3 separate regions of the Mus musculus genome follow, and all the other regions are linked to region 1. A link is a contact called in public HiChIP or PLAC-seq and promoter capture Hi-C data. All regions are on one chromosome and are shown on one strand. Each heading gives the region's core, a stretch centred on a gene start, on an enhancer-like site or on the middle of the called end of the contact. The rest is flanking DNA. Distances are from core to core; before and after follow the strand shown. Region 1 holds the start of Gnpat (glyceronephosphate O-acyltransferase). Region 2 holds the start of Tarbp1 (TAR RNA binding protein 1). Region 3 holds the start of Rab4a (RAB4A, member RAS oncogene family).

Region 1 (2,662 bases), core at 51-2,550:
CAGGGTTACAGGTACATGTCCGGGTTCTTCTTGTTTTCCTTCGGTTTTGGATTTAAAGGGAATCCAGCTAAACTTTAATTGCTTTAATTTGAATACCTTTACTTTCTACTCTATTTCTCATCTTCAGTTTGTTTCTTCTGCTCAGACTCTCAACAGTGATCTGAAATTTCAATCAGGCGTCTAAGCCTCAGTACTGACCTACAGTATGGGCCCAGGAGCTTTCTGAATACTAGCTGTGTACTTGTGGCCAATGTAACTCTGCCAGTATAGATATAAAAATGAATAGGTAAAGTCCAGGTAGCTGGGAAGTAACTACCGTAATGAATTCCTGCATGTGTGAATATCAACTGTATCTAGGATTTTAAAAATTAGTCTTAAAACTTGTGAAAGTCAGCCAGGTGGTGGTGGTGGCGGCGGCGCACGACTTTAATCCCAGCACTTGGGAGACAGAGGCAGGCGGATTTCTGAGTTCGAGGCCAGCCTGGTCTACAGAGTGAGTTCCAGGACAGCCAGGGCTACACAGAGAAACCCTGTCTTGAAAAACCAAAAAGAAAAAAAAAAAAAAAACCCAAACAAACAAACTTGTGAAAGTCGGAGGCCAAGTGTTGTCGGTGGACACAAAGAACCTAACACAGCGCAGAATGTGACATCAGGCCCTAGACCTTGAGACTCGAGCTCTTAAGGAGGACCTTTATGAAGATGTGTGTACATATATGGGTTGCTCTGACAGTTAATGAGGGAAACACACAAAAATGCATGTACATGTACACCTGGTACGTTCTTCCAAGTTCTCAGCTTGCTTTTGCTTTTTAATCGTGTAAGTGAGCTTGGAATTTTGAGCAACCGCTCCAAAATAAAAACAATACAGCGTTTGTTACGTGTCTGGTTCTAAAAGTCAGGCAATCAACGTGAGCTCTTCTGCCTGCCAGTGCCTGTCCTTCTGCGAGTGGCCTGCCTTTAGTAACCATCTCTGATTTTATTTTCCTGCACAGTGAGAAGGAGAGCAAAAGGTCGGCCAACAAGTGGGGGAGAAGGTCCCGGAGAGGGTAGCGCTTGCGGACATGGCTCCAGGAGACCACGTGGGCCGTGGTCCCGCCGCCTCGGGATGCGTTTCACTGTCTTTGGCCGCCTCCTCCCAGGAGCTACGCTCACCCAGGTCGTAGAGGGTCCGCAGAACGGCGTCCAGGAGTGCCTCCGAACCAGGAGGCTCAACGGAGTCCGAATCGTGCTCCGCCGCCATGGGAATCAGCACGGAGACCCCCCCAGATCCCGCCCAGTGCCCACCACTTCCGCTTCCGGCGCGGCTTCTGCGCGTGCGTCACGGTCCCTGCGCGGCCTCGGGCCTGGTTAAGATGGCGGTGCCCGGGGTCCCGTGCAGTGGCCGTACGGAGTGCCACTGTCCTGGGCAGACGGGAGCCGCCCCGTGCGAAAGAACCGCCCCCAGCGGCTGCACTACAGCCGTGTAGCAGACCAGCCCAGGCCCCGCCAGGGACGGCAGCCGCGCCATGGACGTTCCTAGCTCCTCCAGCTCCCGATTCTCGGTCGGCTCGGCCAGCCCTAGCAGTGTGCTCCTCTATGCGGTAGGCGCCTGGGAGGACCAAGGCCCAGGGCAACGTCGCGGGAAGGACAGTCCCTCCCCGATCCCTATGTCCCCAGCCCACGACCCTTGCTTGTCTTAAAGAGCGGGTCCTAACCCAGTTGGGTACGTGGCTTGGTATCCACGGCAACCATGTGTCTGCGCCTCGGTTAACGCGTCTGCTTTTACAAGTTTGTATCGATGGCGGTCCCTCTGTCCCTTCTCCCCGTCAGGCCGGGAGCCCCCGCACACAACATGAGGGGAGCATTAGAGTTCTGCCTGTTGAGTAGTAATCTTAGTCCTGACCTAGCCCGAGAAGACTTTTGGGTCTCCACCTCCCGCCTTCTCCCCAGCCCTCTACCTTAAGTATTCCTGAGAGAGAAAAATATTCGGCTACAATATGCGCGTAGAGTTTTTTTTTTTAACTCTTACTTGGAACCTCAGGAAATTACTGTCTTCTATTCGTTATGTTTGCACAAGTTTCTGAGTAGGATACCCATTGCCACTGTTTTCTGTCCAACTTACCTTCTACACTACCCCCTTCCGCCCCCCACTTCCTTCCTCTTCTAGTTTTAACTGGTGGTTTGCCCCGTTTGGTTTCCAACAGAGTGTTGGTCACTTACAATATTCACGAGCAATTATCAAGGTGGAGACTTCGTGTGCTTTCACTCCGTGGGTTTGCACAATTACGGGTGGGGTGGGGTGAGAATTTGCTTATTTTTATGTGTATGAGTGTACCTGCATGTGTGTATGTGCACCACGAGGTGTCTGGTGCATCAGAGGCCAGCTCTGGGAATTGAGTTACAGATTGTGAGCTGCCCCAATGTGGTTGCTGAAGGAATGACCCTTAACCCTTGTGCCATCTCTCCATCCTCGGGGGAGAGTTAAAAAAAATCTTAATTAATTATTTTTGAAACAAGATTTTCTTGGTTTGTTCTCTGGCTTTGGCACTAGCTGTGAAGCCCCAGGCTTTCTGGATCTTGCATTCCTCATGCCCTCACCTCCAGAGAGCTAGGATTATAGTCTACACCACCACTCTTGACAAAAGTGCCTTTCAAAGGGTATTTCCATGCTATGCCAGTAGTT
Region 2 (2,662 bases), core at 69-2,568, 1.6 Mb after region 1:
CCTTCTTTCAGTTTGATACGGATGTCAACTTTTTTTCTATCAGGATGTAAAGGCGTGGAGCAGGCTTGGTTTTACACAGAGCATGCTACCGCGTGTGCGATATCTTAACCTTCACTGGGTCCACTTTTCCCAAAGTGCAGGAGGAGGCCGGTGTAGGGTACCACATGCAAGTGTCAAATCCGCTCAGGATGAGGTGGACGCCCCTTGAAGGCTGGTTTGAGGTAGCAGAGTGTGGCTGGGGCAAAGAGATAAGTAGGTGCCAGTCTGGAGAGATGGTTCAGGGGTTAAGAGCACTTGATGTTCTTCTAGAGGACTGGAGTTTGACTCCCAACACACACATCAGGTAGTTCACAATTGCCTTTAACTCCAGCTCAAGGGGATTTGATGCCCTCCCAAGCATACGCACGTGATGCACATAAACTTACACAGGCACGCGCGCGCGCGCGCACACACACACACACACACACACACACACACAATTTTGTTTTTTAGAGAGACAAGTGGGTACCTTTTGTGTCCTGGGGGCTGCAGGAGCAGTCCACCGCCAGCTCTGCAGACACCTGTACAGCCCTCTGCAGCAGGTAGCGCGCGCGCTTTCGCGTGAGCCCGTCCTGCGCGCGGCCCAGCCCCGCCTGGACGGTTCTCCAGAAGCGGCCGCAGAGACGGGCGTCGAGATCCCCGTGGCGCTCATGGTTGGTCAGCAGCTTCTCGGCCAGTGCGCTCAGCACCAGCAGTTCTGGCCCAGTGCTGCCCTCAGCTCCCGGTCCCGCGGAGCTCAGCGCGTCCCACGCCGCACGCAGAGCCGGTTCTGCGCTCTGTGCCAGCGCGGGCAGCAGGCGCGCTCCCACGGCCGGCGGCGCGTCCCCGGCCAGCGCCAGCTCCACAGACGCGCGCCCCAGGCGACGCAGCAGCGGGGCATCCTCCGGCGCGCGTAAACACGGCGCCACGGCGGCCAGCAGCTCCACGGCTGGCGCGCTCGGCAGCTCGCGCAGCGCTTCTTCGGCCAGAGTGACTGCCAGCTCCGGTCCTGCCAGGCGCGCGCACGAGCGCAGCGCCGCACTCGCCGCTCGGAGCACGCGGGGCCTCGCAGGCCCTCCGCCCTGGGACGCGTGCAGTAAGGGCACCAGGTGGTCCCTGGCCACCTCGTGTGCCGCCTTGGCCAGCGCGCCGGCGCCCGCGCCGCGCTCCTCCAGCCGCTGCAGCACCAGGCGCAGGGTCTCCGCCCGCTCCGCACTCGCCTCCCCGCCGCACAGCGCGCCCAGCAACTCGCCGGGCTCCCGACTCTGCGTTAGAAGCGCGTCCGCCAACACCCGCTCCATTTCGCGGGGAGTAGACCTGTGCGCGTGCGCCGGCCACCCTAAGCGCGAGTGCGCGTGCGCGGCGAGAGGTTCCCACCCACACATACCCTGCCCGGCATAGGACCGCATAAGGTTCCTTCAACTTTGTTGGGAGTGTGATGCCTCCTGCCACTCACAGTTTTTAGTAAAAAGAGTTGCTGCAGACATAGTATTACACCAGTTCCGAAGTTCCCGATTGGAAATAGGCCTAGGGCCTAAATTTTCTAGCTGGCCCTAAATTCACATAGATATCCTGCAATCCCCCCAGATGGCTGCTTTTTAAAAGGGTGCATGTTAAGAGTTACCACAAAGTCTCTAAAACAATGGATCACAAATGAAATCTGGATTTATGTTTTGAAAATAAGTTATGAGAGCTGAGAAGATTGGTCAGTAGGAAAAGGGCATGTTATGAAAGCATGAACATCTGAGTTAGGATCCCATGGAGAGGTAACTACCATCCTGCGTGGTGGAGACACATCTCCCCGCCGCCCCCCCCCTCCCCGACTCCCCCGAGTCGCTGATGAGCCAGTATGGCTGAGATCAGTTCCAGGTCCAGTGAGAGAGCCTGACTCTTTTTTTTTTTTCATTAGTAGTAAACTTTAATATTGTTCACTTTGCACAAGAAAAGTGGCTCACTAAGAGCTGGGGTTCTGAGGAGAGAATGTTTAGGCATAAATGGGGGAGCTGTGAGAGGCCTGGAGCCTTGGTGAGGGTGGGGCTCTGAGACTGAAACCCAGCCACCAACAAGGAAGAAACTAGCCCCACCAGTGTCACAATGGTGGACAGCTCTGTCCTCACCTTTGGCTGAACGCGGGACCCCTAGCCACCAGGCAGGGTCTGGGCTCCAGCCTGCATTGAGGCATCTTGGCAATCAAGAAGGGAACTGAAAACGGCTTCAGCGAGTGGACGATGGATGAGCCCGTTCAAGGCACAGTGTCCATTAGGAATGATAGGCCCGCGCTCCCCCTGCTCTCTGAGAGTCCAACCTGGGTAGGAGCTGGCAGGCCCCAGGTCCCCTCAGTTGGCAGAGTTGTATTGTAGGACTTGCTGAGAGGCAAAGAGCTTCTTGACAGCCAAGGCCTCTCCCGGCTGCCCCAGCACCAGACAGTTCTCTTTGTTGTCTGACCCAGCAGCCTGGGCTGAAGACTTCTTAAAGTAGCACAGGCGGCACACGGAGTGATACTTGTCGGCTCCGCCAATCACCTCCACCTCTTTCTCCAGACCCAGCCTCTTCGTGTAGGCAGCTTCTCGGAAGCACTCCATGCACACAGCGGTGAGCTTCACCACACTCTCCGCCAGGGGCACCAGGTTCAAGATGCTGCCGA
Region 3 (2,662 bases), core at 117-2,616, 1.1 Mb before region 1:
TGGCCTCGAACTCAGCTCTGCTTGTCTCTTGCCTTCTGAGATCTGGAGTTAAAGGCCCGTGCTACCATGCATGTGCTTTGAATGTAATCGTGTTTGTGGGTGACTCAGAACATTACAGATTTGCATCTGGGAAAGAAAGCTGAGCTCAAAGGTCGCACACTCTCAGGCCTTCAGCGCAGTTCCTTCCTATTTTAACATTCTTTCTTTTTTTTTTTTCCTTTTGTTTTTTTTTTTTGGAGACAGGCTAGATCAGGCTAGCCTCGAACTCACAGAGGTCCACCTGCCTCTGCCTCCCCAGTGCTGGGATCAAAGACTTGCACTACCACTGCTGGGCTATTTTCACATTCGTATATGAAATATCTCTATATCAAATGAATTATTCAGGCAGTCACTCCTGTTATTTTAAAATATATTTACTTATATATTTTTTTGAGTTGTGTCTCTATCATCTTTGTTTTCCCTCCTTGCTGTGTAGCCCAGATAGGCCTTCAACTTGAAACAACCCTGCCTATGCCTCCTGAATGCTGGGATTATAGGCAAGCGACACGATGGTAGACAATCTCAACAGCAAACTTTGCATGCTGTGCCAGCAAGAGACTTCAACAAGATTACGGGATGGGGGCGGGGGCTTCTTTCCCTTCCCACATCTCCTTAATTTTCTGTCATAAAGCACAATAATGAAATATTAGGACAGGCAGCACGGAGGCAGGAGAGAATGTCTGACCCGTGGTAGAGCCTGACAGCGGAGGTTAAAGGTACACGGTAGGCTTCCCACAGCCCAGGCATCTGCTGCTGTGAAGAAGGCAGGATCTTACTTAGGCCCCGGTTTGCTCAGGTGGGTCAAACTCCCGACCCCAATTTGCCTTTCAATAAATGTCCCAACCCTTTTCCTCGGAGGAAGGGGTAGGTTCTGACCTGTATTGCTTCATTAACCGAACACACCTTCGAAATTAGCCTGCAGTAAGAGCCAAGCAGCACTGCTCTGCCCACTAACGTGGTGAGCAGGAGAGTTCTGGTGACCAAACACACCTGCGTGGCTTTCTGCTAGTGAACCCCCTTTCTGTCAAAACAAGCCCTCGGGCGGCCTCCTGTCCACCCTAGCCTGGCAGGTCACTCTTAAGAAAGGCTGAGTCTGTACTGCTAAGCCATCTGGGAGGATCTACGGGCGCAGGCGCCCCCTCCCTAGTCCCGCCCTCCCTCCTTCCTGGTCCCCTCCTTCATCCTCCTTTGCCTTCACCTCCTCCTCCAACTAGGAGCCTCCAACCATTTCTCTTGCCCTCCCTCCTCCCCTTCCCCAGCCCCGCTCCTCCTTCCTCCTGCGACCCCGCCCCTCCCCCTGCTCCGCCGGGCTCCTTCGCCGGGCGGCGGTGCGCAGACGCGGAGCCGAGTCCCGCTGGGCCGCAGCCGGTGGCCGGCTCGCCGTGGGCCCGTTCCCGGCTCTCCACGCTCGGTTCCTCTCGCTCTGCGGAGACTGGAGGACGGACCCCGCGGAGCTGTGGCGGCAGAATGGCGCAGACCGCCATGTCCGAGACTTACGGTAAGACGCGCGGGTTTGCGTACGTGTTTAGAGGGGCAGGCCTTGGGGTCCCGGAATGTTGGGGGCCGGGGTCAGGGTCTCCAGAGCCGGTGTCTAGAATATCGAGATATCCTGCAAACCTCGCGGTGTCAGGAACCAGGCAGAGATATTTAGAGTCTTGGGTGGTTTAGGGTTGGCTTGGGATCCTAGTAATGTCAGCAGCTGGGATCCTGAGAATCTGGGTGTTAGGAGCCAGGTGGAGACACTGAGAATCCTAAAGTGTCAGCGGCTGGGAGGGATCCTGATATTCTTGGGGTGTCAAGGTCGAGCTGGAACTTGAGAATGTCTGGGTGTTTCAGGCTAGGCTGGAATCTTGAGGCTCTAGGGGTATCAGGCGCTGGTCTGGACTCTCTGGCCAGCAGGTGCCCCCTGCTGTGATTCTACCAAGTTCCCTCCCGCTTTGACCCTGGTTTCACTCTACATTTTCCTCCTTGGATTGTTTAAATCTCTCAGGGTTGCAGGAGCCAATTTGTCGTCGATTCTTGTCCTCCTCCCTGCAGCACCAACCGCAGGGATGAAGGCTCAGGGCCACGCCTGCGTTTTGTGTCTCTAGGGGCAGGGTTGTGGGCCTCGGGAGGGTGGGGTGGGGGTGTTGGAATTCCTTTCTTTGCATTGAGATTATAATGAGTTTTAAGTGGATGAATGCTGTCTCTTTTCTGTAGACCCCTGGCCTCGTGTATTTTCCCTCCCTCCCTCTCTCCTCCCGTCCTCCCCTCCAGATATGGTTGCATTATATTACCTTTATAAATACAAATATATGGTCCTCTGATGACCACAGGCCTTGGATATGGAGACATGATTTTTTCATCTTTTTTTCTCCTGCAGCACCCAGCCATTCTCAATGCACGTGCTGGGTGCTCCCCCTCCCCCAGTCGAGGCAAGAATAAACAACCACTACTATGTATGGTTGGCCTGTGCCTGCCAGTCCCTCACGAGACTTGAAACTTTGACGTGGTCTGTGCTCGTCGTCCGAAGGAGGGACTCGCACGGAAAAGCATGACGATCTGTCAGGTTATCTGCAGTTTGTGCCCCTGCTTCCTTCCTGCCACAGGGTGGGGCCAGGGTCTGGCCTGGAAGGCTCTACTC

What was found. Promoter capture Hi-C pulls out the DNA fragments that hold promoters and counts their contacts. HiChIP or PLAC-seq counts read pairs in DNA pulled down with a chosen protein or histone mark.
Region 2: a FOXA1 HiChIP or PLAC-seq map of pancreatic cancer cells shows a contact between it and region 1. The contact joins the promoter of Tarbp1 here to the promoter of Gnpat in region 1. A contact is called at or near these places in 2 of 39 promoter capture datasets (liver and pre-B cells) and 1 of 115 datasets of contacts at active chromatin or transcription factors (pancreatic cancer cells).
Region 3: a contact with region 1 is called in a promoter capture Hi-C map of embryonic stem cells, with 3 times the contacts expected there. The contact joins the promoter of Rab4a here to the promoter of Gnpat in region 1. A contact is called at or near these places in 2 of 39 promoter capture datasets (embryonic stem cells and liver).

The regions. Positions count from the first base shown.
Region 1 is chr8:124,861,733-124,864,394 of GRCm38.p6, forward strand. It overlaps Gnpat (glyceronephosphate O-acyltransferase), which reads left to right and starts at 1,301. Exons shown (of 16, transcript NM_010322.3): 1 at 1,301-1,580. The coding sequence starts at 1,506. 2810004N23Rik (RIKEN cDNA 2810004N23 gene) reads right to left here and starts at 1,297. Exons shown (of 7, transcript NM_025615.2): 1 at 1,153-1,297. The coding sequence starts at 1,240.
Region 2 is chr8:126,473,747-126,476,408 of GRCm38.p6, forward strand. Tarbp1 (TAR RNA binding protein 1) reads right to left here and starts at 1,319. Exons shown (of 30, transcript NM_001159907.1): 1 at 509-1,319. The coding sequence starts at 1,319. It also overlaps the pseudogene Gm6091.
Region 3 is chr8:123,804,630-123,807,291 of GRCm38.p6, forward strand. Rab4a (RAB4A, member RAS oncogene family) reads left to right here and starts at 1,367. Exons shown (of 8, transcript NM_009003.3): 1 at 1,367-1,537. The coding sequence starts at 1,507.